Regions from separate parts of the Sus scrofa genome. Here region 1 is linked to region 2. Evidence: chromatin contacts called from public HiChIP or PLAC-seq data. All regions are on one chromosome and are shown on one strand. The core of a region is the stretch at or near the end of the contact, and the rest is flanking DNA. Distances in the headings are between cores, read along the strand shown.

Region 1 (5,398 bases), core at 1,961-4,460, 1.3 Mb after region 2:
CAATATTTTGGTATCATGTATAGGGTTAGAGTGAGAACAAGAGCAGGAAGATGATAAGCTCAATTTTGAAAATGTATTTGATGCAAGGGTGAGATACATAAATAAAGCTAGAAATAGGCAACATCTTAATTAACACTTATTACATGTCCAACATTGTGCCAAGTACACTTTCCATGAATGATCTCATTTAATTACCACAATAACACTATGATGTAGGTGCTATTAACCTTCTTTTCACAGATGGGAAAACTGAGGCACAAGAGTGAAGAATATGCCCAAAGTCACACAGCTACCAAGTAGCCAAACCAAGATTTGAACCCCAAAAATATTAAGAAATGTTGCCTGGGACCACACAGATATTCATTACTTGTTCAACAAATATTTAACAAGCACCCCTACATTCTAGACATTATACTAGGGATGAGAGGGGAGGAGAAATACTGGTGGTGAACAAGACAGACACGGTCCCAACCTGCACAGACCTTACATGGACATTAAACAAATAATTACAAGTATGATGAATCGGAAAAGAAAGTGTTGTTACAGTTAGATAGGAGGAATGGGTGACAGAAAAGAATCCCAAGGGAACTAGAATAGCATGTATAAATATTTTGAGGTGAGTGCCTACAGTAGGGAAGAAGAGAGAAGAGTCTGGAAAAACTAAAAAAGACTAATATGACTGGAGTACAGAGAGCTAGGAGGCTGAAAAGATAATGGAGGGCCTGGTCTCCAGGATAAGGATTTAAGATTGTGTTCAGTGAGCAAAAGGAAGTTACTGGAGGGAATCAAGCAGGGTAGTGACTTGGCCAGATCTGTATCTGTTTAATAATACTGCTTTGGCTACAGTACGGCAAATAGATTAGAATAAGCCAAGAGCAATTTTGTAGGACCTGGGTGGTCCTACAAAGACCAAGCAAGAGATAAAGGTAGCTTAGCTTAGACTTGAGTGCAACGAAAAAGTGGTCATAAGAATGGAGAGAAGCCACAAATCGAATTTTTTTAAGGTGGTCTAAATGATTCTGATGTGTGTCAGAGGTATCTTAGGTTTTTTGCTTTTTTTTTTTTTTGGCTTTTCTAGGGCCACTCTCTCGGCATATGGAGAGTCCCAGGCTAGGGGTCTAATTGGAGCCACCGGCCTACGCCAGAGCCACAGCAACGCAGGATCCAAGCCGCGTCTGCGATCTACACCACAGCTCATGGCAACGCCGGATCCTTAACCCACTGAGCAAGGCCAGGGATGGAACCCGCAACCTCATGGTTCCTAGTCGGATTCGTTAACCACTGCACCACGATGGGAACTCCTCTTAGGTTTCTGAAGAGAGTAGATGGATAGGATACCCTTTACTGATCCAAAGGCTATGGAAGGAGAGTTTGGAAGGAATATGATATACAGGTTGAGTCTGACATGCCCCAGTCACCCAGATCAAAGTGTAGCAAAGGCAGTTAGAAACATGAATCTACAGCTCAAGAGCAAGATCTCAGCTTGAGTATGAGTTGGACAGTTTTTGGCAGAGGGCATTTGAAGATACTGGAAAAGGATGAGATCTCTAGGAAAGTGCGTATGGTGGGTCTCAAGAAGAGTGCTCAGCTTAGCAGGATTGCCGTATTGAGGAGGTGGCTAAAGGAGAGGCTGTCTGTTTAAAAAAAAAAAAAAAAAAAAAAAAAGAGGTAAAAGGAAAAACTATAAGAGTGGAGGGAAGAGCACATTTGGAGGAGAGAATGGGCAATCGTATAAAAATGCCAGAATGAGGTCTTGAAGATGATGACTGACGCTTGTCTGGGAAAATTCAGAGCTGCTTCAAGGGTGTGGTAACAACAGAAGCTAGACTGGAGAGGAGTGGGACATGAGAGAACGCCCATGGGATAAGAGACAATTGCGTGTGGAGAGGGAGTTAAGGAGAGGTATCTTAAAGAAATGAGAGACTTAGCCTCGTTCAAGTACTAGACAGAAATGCCAATAGAGAAGGAAAGGTTGACAATAACGCAAGGAAAGGGGAGTATTCTTCAGCCCAAAGAGAGTGCAGGAGGGGCTCTAGAGTACCAGGCTAGGGAACTCTCACAGGAAGTCAGTACGGGGCGGGGCCTAGATTTGGATACTCTCTTGCTTCCTGAAAGATGTTTGCTTTAAGAGCCAGAAAGAGCTATAACAGACATGAAACCCCGGGGAGAGAACTGCCGGTTTCAATAAAAAAAAGGATAATGGAAAGTCAGTATCATGGTCTCGGGTGACCTCTGCGAGAGCAGTTTCAGTAGCTTCGAGGCAACGGCAACGGAAGTCACGCTGCCGGTTTAGAGAGGGAGTAGGTGGCGAAGAAAAGGGTGCAGCGGGTGCAAACCAGCGCCGGAGAAAACGGGTTGTGAAAAGACAGCGACACGGGATGGTGCGGGGCGGGGCGGGGAGGAAGGGAAGACATTCCGAGAGTGTTAAAGAGCAACCTCGGTCAGAGCAGGTCATAGCTAGGAGGCCAAAGATGTGACCGACGGGCCTGGCCACCCTCGCTGCCGCGCTAAACCCCGCCAGGCGCGCGAAGTCCCAGAGCTTCTGCCCCCCGAAACAGAATAGCCCCACTGGCGGCCGCCAGGTTTCTCACTGGATTCTCAGAGCAGAGCCAGCCAGCCTGCCCACAGAGAGGGAAAACCCTCCCCACCAGGACCCACGACGCCCGTGGGCAGGACCGGGTCAGCGCCGCGGCCTTGAGGCCCATCGCCCGGCCGAGGCCCCAGGGGTCAGGGGCGACCGCAGAGCCGCAGCAGCCTTCCTCCCCGCCTCGCAGGACTGCGGACCCGGAGCTGCGTCACCCTCGTCCCGGCAGCGTCTGAAAGTCCCCGAGCCGGCGGTGCTCCGAAGCCCAGACCCGGCTCGCCGTAGCCGCCCTAGAACCCGCCGCTTACCGCCGAAAGGCAGCCGGCGCGGGGGTTTCCAACAAGCCGTCGACACCCCTCGGGAATTCCCCACCCGGCCACACACAAGCCCAACTTCTTCCTGCAAATTTCCGCAGCCGGTTTTATCCGTCTATACCCAGCGAGGAGACGTAGACCACTCCTCCCCACCCTGCCGCCCGCCCCAGCCCACCTTCTCCTTCCCTCATCCCGCGGAACCCCTCCGCCGCGCCCGAGGGAACCCGAAGGTCTTCGGCAAGTTCCGCCTCCAGAGCGGAGGGCGGGGCCGCTCGAGCTCCACCGGGCCGAGCTCGGCTGTTTCCGTGCGCGGCCGCTGCGCACTCGGCACTGGGCGGCGCTGGCTGGCTCCCTGGCTGCGAGTCCTCAGTCGGCGGCGGCTGCTGCTGCCTGTGGCCCGGGCGGCTGGGAGAAGCGGAGTGTTGGTGAGTGACGCGGCGGAGGTGTAGTTTGACGCGGTGTGTTACGTGGGGGAGAGAATAAAACTCCAGCGAGATCCGGGCCGCGAACGAAAGCAGTGACGGAGGAGCTTGTACCACCGGTAAGAGGAGCAGGAGGAGGAGGCAGGAGCCGGAGAGAGCCGGGGGGACGGAGGGGGGACGGGGAGGCGCCGGACACCCGCGCTCGGGGCCTTCCCCTCGCAGGAGGGGCCGCGGTAAAGATGGAGCCTCCGCCCGAGCCCCACACCATCGCCGCCGCTCGCAGCGAACAAAGAATAATGGCGGCGGACTGGAGCCAGCGGCGGCCGGGGCGGCAGCGACTCTGCCTGCAGCCAGCGGCGGCGCTCATGGCGGGGGGCGGCGGGCGGGGTGGGAGCCGGCGGCCGGGGGTGTGTGCGGGCGGCCGGCCGCGGAAAGCTGGCGCCCGCGTTCCCGCCGCCGCCGCCGCCGCCGCCGGGCCGGGCGCGGAGCCGGGAGCCCGGAGCCCGGAGTCGCCCCGGGGGAGGCCGCCCGCGGGCCCGGCCCGGCCCGGCAATGCCCACCGCGCCGCTCGCCGGCCCCCGCCGCCCGCCTCGCCCCCGGCCCAGCCTGACCCGGCCCGCTGTCCGCCGGGGCAGCGCGCCGGGGTGCCCGCGGGGGGTGGAGGAGGAAGAAGGCGACAGTTGAGGGCAGAGGAGGTGAAGGTGCCTGCCTTCCTGGTCGCCTCCGTGTCTGCCATGCCCGCTTCGCGAGGGGAAGCGCTGCTGCGTCTGACCTACTCTCCTCTCCACTCTCTTTGTGCAATAAAGTTCGAAACCCAAGGTTTCCTCTCGTACTGTATTTTATTCACGCCTTTTCCCTCGGCTCCCACCCCACTGGGAAAATGCTGTTTTCTGTGCTTTTCTGCTTAGATGAGGCGATGAGAACTCGCGCTTTTTAAGATAATTTTTGACTCTTTGCTCACCCTCTTTTTTTTTTTTTTAAGTTAGTAGTCATGGAAATGCATTCTTTGGGGGAGGAAGGGGGTGCTAAGAAAAACATATTTGTAATAACTTTTTAAAAACTGTTGGGATCTTGTAAAAGGGAAGCTGATGTTTGAGAACAAGTTTCGGTTTTAACCCTTTTCAATAAGGTTAATGCTCACTTGAGAGCTATCATTCTGAAACACTTCGTTGAAACGAATATTAGGCGATGTACTTTTGTTTTACATCACTTTTTTTTTTTTTTTTTTGGCCTGACGTGCCTTTGGCGTTGGGTCTTCAAGATCTACCCTCGAACCCCTACCGTGTTTCTCACGCAAATAAGAGATTGGTTAATACTAATTCTAAAAATAGGTATCTAAAAGTATCCATTATCTGTCTCCTGTACTAGGTAACCCCAGCCTCAGACCGACAATAATTTAAACCACAAGATTTATTTTTTCTTTGCCTGTTAGGGAAAAGGGACAGCAGAAAAGTCATTGACACATCAAAGATTAAAAGACAATTTTTAAAGGACCAGAGATATGACCTATTTAAGTTTGTCTTACTTCCCTTCTTGAGAAGTTAGAATTTCGTGCTAGCCTTAGCTTGCTTCATTTCTGCCTTCTTAAAGTTAAGTATAAAAGATGCTTTTCGTCGCCAGCTATTGAAATCTTTTACACTCATTTCCTAATTTGAAAGTAAAGCCAAAATGGTTATTTTAGGTGGTACAAAAGACGAGCTCGGATTTGTTTTCAAAATATCTGTCACAGTGTGATAGAATTGTGATTGATACAAGGTTTCTTGTTAGGAATAAATATTGTTAGTAGAAGCACTGTCTTCTGATTTTCTCTATCCAAGTCACTTTTGCAAAACCTGCCTTGCTGTATTGCAAGTCTTTAAAAAACCACATTAACATTTTGTCATTGCCAAGAAACTTGATTAAGAAGATATAATAAAGAGTTTTCCCATAGGATTGGAAAGATGTTTTATTTCCAAACACTGAGGAAATTATAGGATTGATGATACTGTAGATTACTGGTTTTCCTTAAGAATTTTTCTGCAAATCCGCATAACTTGGGAAGAATTTTTTTCCCTTTAGAGAGACAATGACTCTGATTT
Region 2 (5,553 bases), core at 2,042-4,541:
AATTTTTAAACCCAGGTAAACTATAACTTCATTTCTCTAAAAACAGCACTGACATGATGTGCTGAGAAAAATGCTTGGGGTAGGGTATACAAATTTCCTTAATACAATCTTTCAGAGGAAAGAAAACTTGATTACTTCAAATATATACATTAATCATCTACTTTTGAAACTAAATGTTTAATAGCAAAAAAGCACATTACCTTAGCAATTTAAAATTAAGTCAATATTTGCCCTGAAAGCCTTTTTAGTTTCAAATACAATGTAACTGTTTAGATGATCAAATGCACCATTCCTTCAAGAATAAAGTGGCCCATGGGTGATTAGATTAGGAAAGTGGGGGAGGGGGGTTTGTACAGAACTTTGGGATTTGTACATATATAGTTTTTGAAAGCTTAGCAATGTGAAACTGACCGAATTAGCTTAAAAATATCAAATTATGAGGCAAAAAACTTTTTAAAAATTTATAAAGTCCTAAGAGACTCATAGAGTGATTTCGTCTATCCAATATGCTCTAAAAATAAAGGCAAGCTGTAACAGAAATAACAATTTTGGGTACACCAGTATATGAATACACCCAAATCAATAAGCAATTTCAATTAATCAATAATGTTAAACCACCATTAAATGTAATTTGCATTGCTGTATGAAACCCATACAATCTCAAATATCACGCTTTTCTTAAGTAAAATGCTAAATGGCTGGGTAGCTGTCACTGTGGAGAAACAGAAGGAGTTTTATTTTAGGCAGACAAAAGGAAAACACAACACTTAATAAGGATTACAGAAGGAATCTTGCTTCCACACCAACAGAAGTGAGCACTGACCAAGTCATGGGTTACCCATTGCTCTGCAAGTGCCAGCTTCTCCCTGGGAAATAGTGCTCTGGGGGCTGAGTGGTCAGAATGTGGAACACCTTTACCAGCGAACTCCAGGCTGCACCAGGCAGGACCCACATACCCACACACAAGCTCCTGCCCTAGGTCCGCTAAAAAGCGCAGGGAAGAAAAGAACAAATGAAAGAGTCAAAGTAACCTCTGCAAACCTGCCCAGGCTGGGGGCTGGGAGTAGGGGGCAGGGCACATTAACATCTCGACTTCCACACTAAAGAACCCCAGGAGGTTAAGTGTATAGCCACAGGAAACATCCCATCCCCGAAAAGCAGGAAATCTAGATGTGGAAATTTCAGCTTTCGACATTTTTTTTTTTTTAACTTTCAAAACTCATGCCACCAAAATATAGCTAAATCCGTTTAAACATAGAGGAAAAAAAACAAAAACCATACCCAAACCACACTGTGTCAGCTATGTTCAGTTCCCCGAGGGCTCTTCCACAGACCCTTCTGAGCTGTGGCAATAACAAGTTTCCTTAAAATCCCCATTTTTTCTATTTCGAGGGTCGAACATAACAGTATTGCAAAAATCCAAATAGTTATCATCAGAATAAATAAACGACTCATCTTTAAACTGTAGACCTCGTTTCAGGAGCTGCCCTGCCCACCTCCTCTCCTCCCCCATTCTTACTGCTTCCCAGCAGGGTCCGTCCTGACAGCCAGGGTCTCCCCCTTTGGCTCCTGTCCCCGTGTTTGTTTTCCCGGACAGTGACCAAATAGCACAGGAAACTCCTCCATCTGGGGGCTGCTTCAGCCCCCTCTCACTGACAGTCTCTTCGCCGCTCCCTACATCTTTCCCCCCGCAGGGCTGTCCAAAAAAGGGGGCCCAAGACCCAAAGGATTCCGGGATGAAAGAAGGGTGGGTGCGAAATCTGAAATTAACACCCCCCCGCTTTCCCGGGTAAGGGCTGAAAAAGCGATTAGGAAAGCCTGCCCAGTAGAAATACCACCTGAATTTACCTCCTCCCTTCCCACTGCAAAAAGCCCAGTCACTAACTAATAGACTAAGACAAATCCCTGGAAAACTTTTGCAAACGGGCAGAGAGGGCCCTCTCCCCAGCCGGGGGGCTCCCGGGGACCGGGCTGGAGTTCGCAGCCCTGGAAGGGCTCGCCGGGGGAGCGGGGTGGGGCGCGGGCGAGGGGTGCAGGGGCGGAGTACCTTCCACGGACGGGAACTGGCAAAGAGTTTCAAAATAGCCGAGTGCTCTCCCCCACGCCCTCGGGGGTCGCGAGCGCTAGGACCCGGGCTCCCCGAAAGGAGGCCAGCCCCCAATTCGGGCCTAAAAGGAAACTTTCCGGGCCGCGGCTGCACCTGACTCCTCACCGCCCCTCCACCCCACCCCACGCCCGCCAGGCCGCCCGCCCCGCCCCGGCCTGGCCGCCCGGAGCGCAGAGGAGGGAGAGAAATAAATTCAACTATTACCGGAATCGGGGGTGGGGGGCGTCGGCGAGAGACCCGGGGGAGGGGGCGACTGAGCGCCCATTCCCCACTCCTAGGCCCTGACGCCCCTGTCCCGGCCGCCCGGGCCTGCCGCCCCGCGGGGGAGCCTCCCGGGGGCCCGCGCAGGCTTCGGCCCAGCAGCGCCGCCGTCCCGCCCGGAGGCCCCGGGGGAGCCGAAGGGCGCGGGGAGGCCCGGGTTGCGGGGGCAGGGCGCGGCCCCCGAGAGGCCCGCCGGCCCGAGGCCTAGCCGGCGCCCCCCCCCCCCGCCCCACACCCCCATCCCGGCCCGCGCAGGCCGCGCCGTTCGCCCCGCTCCGGTCCCAGCTGGACCCCCGCCCGGCCGCCGGCCGTCGCTGCCCGTGGGCGCCCCCCAGGTCCCCGGGCCCTGAGCCCCCGACACCCCGGCGCTGGCCCCTCTCACCCTTTCATTCTCTGCCCGGGGCCTGGCGCGGGCCGGCGAATCCCCGGCCTCACGTAAGCGCGCTCGCCGCCCGCCCTGCCAGCGCGGCCCAGCCCGCCGCCCTACGGGAGCCCGGGGATGTGGGCCGGGCCTGGGGCCGCCTCTGCTTACCTTTCAGCTGCTTTTTTTTTTTTCTCCTTCCCCCCTTTTCCCTCGGCTGGGCTGACAGATCAGAGTGAGAGGCGCTGGCAATGGACTAGGAAGCTCGGCTGCCGCTGCTACTGCTCCCCCCTGGGCTCCGGCGAGAGCCTTTCCCTGTCAAGCAAGAGGGGTGAGGATCATATTTTTATTTTGGAAACTAAAAAGTGCTCCCAGGGTCGGTGATTATTAAGGGGAAATCCCTGAATATACTCTCCAGCCAAGAAGGCAGGGCTGCCGGGGCTGCACAAGAAGAGGCAGCAGCCTCCTACAGCACCACTACAGGCACTGCGAGGACATAACACCAGAGAGCAGCTCCTCTGCCCTCCGAAACGACAACTTTCCTACCATCTTGGAGGCAGAGGAAAGGGGGGCCGGGGGGAAAAGTGCACCCGCTCCCGATAAAGTACAAATTTCTACCTCTCATCTCTGGAAAAAGGTCCACACCGGCCGTCTACACCGGCGCCTGGGGGAAAAAAGCGGGCAAGAAACTGGGGGTGCTTGAGAAACGTTTGCATTTGCACCAGGGGGAAAAATGTTTCTGCATCTTCTGATGGAAAGAAATCTTTACAAGACACAGGTTTTCCGGTGATTATTATTTTCTATTTTCTATTTAATTTTTTCCATGTTAGTGACAGTGGGATATGACATTTTTTTTTCAGGCTGATAATGATTTTTTTTTTCATTACAGATCTAAGTTCTGGGTCTGGTGGTCAGTTTATAAATTTGGACTTTAAGAGACTTCATAGCCACTTTATCTTTGCCTACTTACACATTTGTGTATAGAAAATATTTATGTCTCCTTATATTATATATAAGAATTTGTGTTATATAGCCTTCTCCAAACTGAGATTGCTGGAAGACAATTGTAAAAGGATGTCTTTTGTCTCCTTTTCTCAAAGCAATGTAAATAAAACCTATTGACAATCCAGAAAGGCAAGATAGAGCAGTTTATTTTTCACAGTGCAAATTAAGGCAGAGATCACTGGGGGGTTAAATACAACTTAAGTATAACTGACCACGTTTCTGGAAAAAATCCTAATGCTGTTATGTTCTGCCCATGAAGAAAGGTTACTGTAAAACTGGAAATAGATTTTAAAGACAGCATTAGATTTTCTTAAAGAAAAATTGCTTATTTAGAATTATACCAGGCATTTAATTTTTTTTTTATTTTGTTCCTTTAAGGTTCAGATCTTTGGTGCATTACACATATTGCTGTCCACTTTTTGAGAAATATGTCAATTTTTGTTACATTTTTGTTAAGAGTTGACATGTTCAGAACTTCCAGTGTGCTGTCAAACTGTATAAAATACTTTTAATATTTTGCAATGAATGTCATGGATCTATTTTTTTTTTTTTTTAATGAGCAAAGCTTTGTAGACAGATGGGATCAAAGTTACCCAATGCTGAGGTAACCCAGAGGTAAGGGAGAATAGGATGCTGCCCACTTGCAACAATTCCCATAAAACTCTTATTGGAGGAGAATAAATTTCAGAGATATTTTGCTATTTTCATAAAGAAAGAGAAGAGTACTAGAAAATGAACAAAAGGTTTTTTGTATGTTCTACAGGGAAAGATGAATTGATTCTTGTACTAAAAGTTATTTTTCTGACCCATGTTGGCTAACATAGGAGGAATGAATTTGTAATATTAGTGCCTTGAATAAGTTGAATATTTAATTTTCATTTAAAATTTATTACAAAGCATTTAGAAATAACTGCTGACTCATTTTTTAAAAAAATGCTTATTTTTTGAGCATCCAAATTTAGAAATTCCCGTAAAGTGAGTTCAGATAATGCGTATAACAGATTTTTATTAATTTCATGCCGACCCCCATCTTTATCATTTAATTTTGAATACAGTACCTGAATAGTCCTGATTTTCTTTCCCTTACAACTTTCTGAAATCGGTCACCTTGATCATGACAAGGAAATCCGTTCCCTCGATGAAGAAATTTAGTAGACTTGAAAAACATGTTTTGAACAACCTGTTCCTTGTATGTGATGTGACTTTATAGATATGCTTTGAATTTTTCAAGAAATTAAGATGTATTTGCTTTAAGCTGACTGCACCTTTTTATGCAATCCCTCTTGTGACCAGCAAGCTTGTTGGTATGATGTCTGTCTGGGGAGAGGGTTATGGTGCATAATCTTAACATTTCAATGTCTTTCCCTTTATGAAGCTTGACTTTTTCTGGGCTGTAATCCATGATGTTTATCCACCAGCTGAGCTAGGTAGCCCAGACTTGGGGAGTTACAACCCAAACCAGAAAGGAATCCTGCTATGGTTGCAATATTGGTGAATTTTATTGGTCAGTGTTTATTTCGATTGACAATTGAACTCATTTCAGGTGTTAAGTCTCTAATTCCTAGAAACTACAGGTGCTAACAAAACTGACATCATTAACCTTAAATAACCCTATTTTGGCCAATAAAATTCCCAATGCTCAAATTTGGCCAAGACTGAGCACCTAATACATCTCGGTAACCTTGCTAGACACTTTCACGTATGTGCTCTCCTTTGACTCCCTCAAGAGCCCCAAAAACTGTTATTTTTCTTTCCTTCCTTGTTCCCTCTTTCCCCTTTTTTCCTCTTTTAAAAACAGTTGGGGAGTTCCCGTCATGGC

Evidence for each region. HiChIP or PLAC-seq counts read pairs in DNA pulled down with a chosen protein or histone mark.
Region 1: a contact with region 2 is called in an H3K27ac HiChIP or PLAC-seq map of alveolar macrophages. The contact joins the promoter of CREB1 here to the promoter of INO80D in region 2. A contact is called at or near these places in 1 of 5 promoter capture datasets (liver) and 2 of 2 datasets of contacts at active chromatin or transcription factors (alveolar macrophages and skeletal muscle).

The regions. Positions count from the first base shown.
Region 1 is chr15:110,702,338-110,707,735 of Sscrofa11.1, forward strand. It overlaps CREB1 (cyclic AMP-responsive element-binding protein 1), which reads left to right and starts at 3,211. Exons shown (of 9, transcript XR_002339130.1): 1 at 3,211-3,439. LOC102167165 reads right to left here and starts at 3,687. Exons shown (of 3, transcript XM_021074736.1): 1 at 3,489-3,687; 2 at 3,074-3,427. The coding sequence starts at 3,687.
Region 2 is chr15:109,373,323-109,378,875 of Sscrofa11.1, forward strand. INO80D (INO80 complex subunit D) reads right to left here and starts at 3,292. Exons shown (of 11, transcript XM_021076040.1): 1 at 2,901-3,292. LOC110257148 (a long non-coding RNA gene) reads left to right here and starts at 2,262. Exons shown (of 2, transcript XR_002339396.1): 1 at 2,262-2,322; 2 at 2,959-4,260.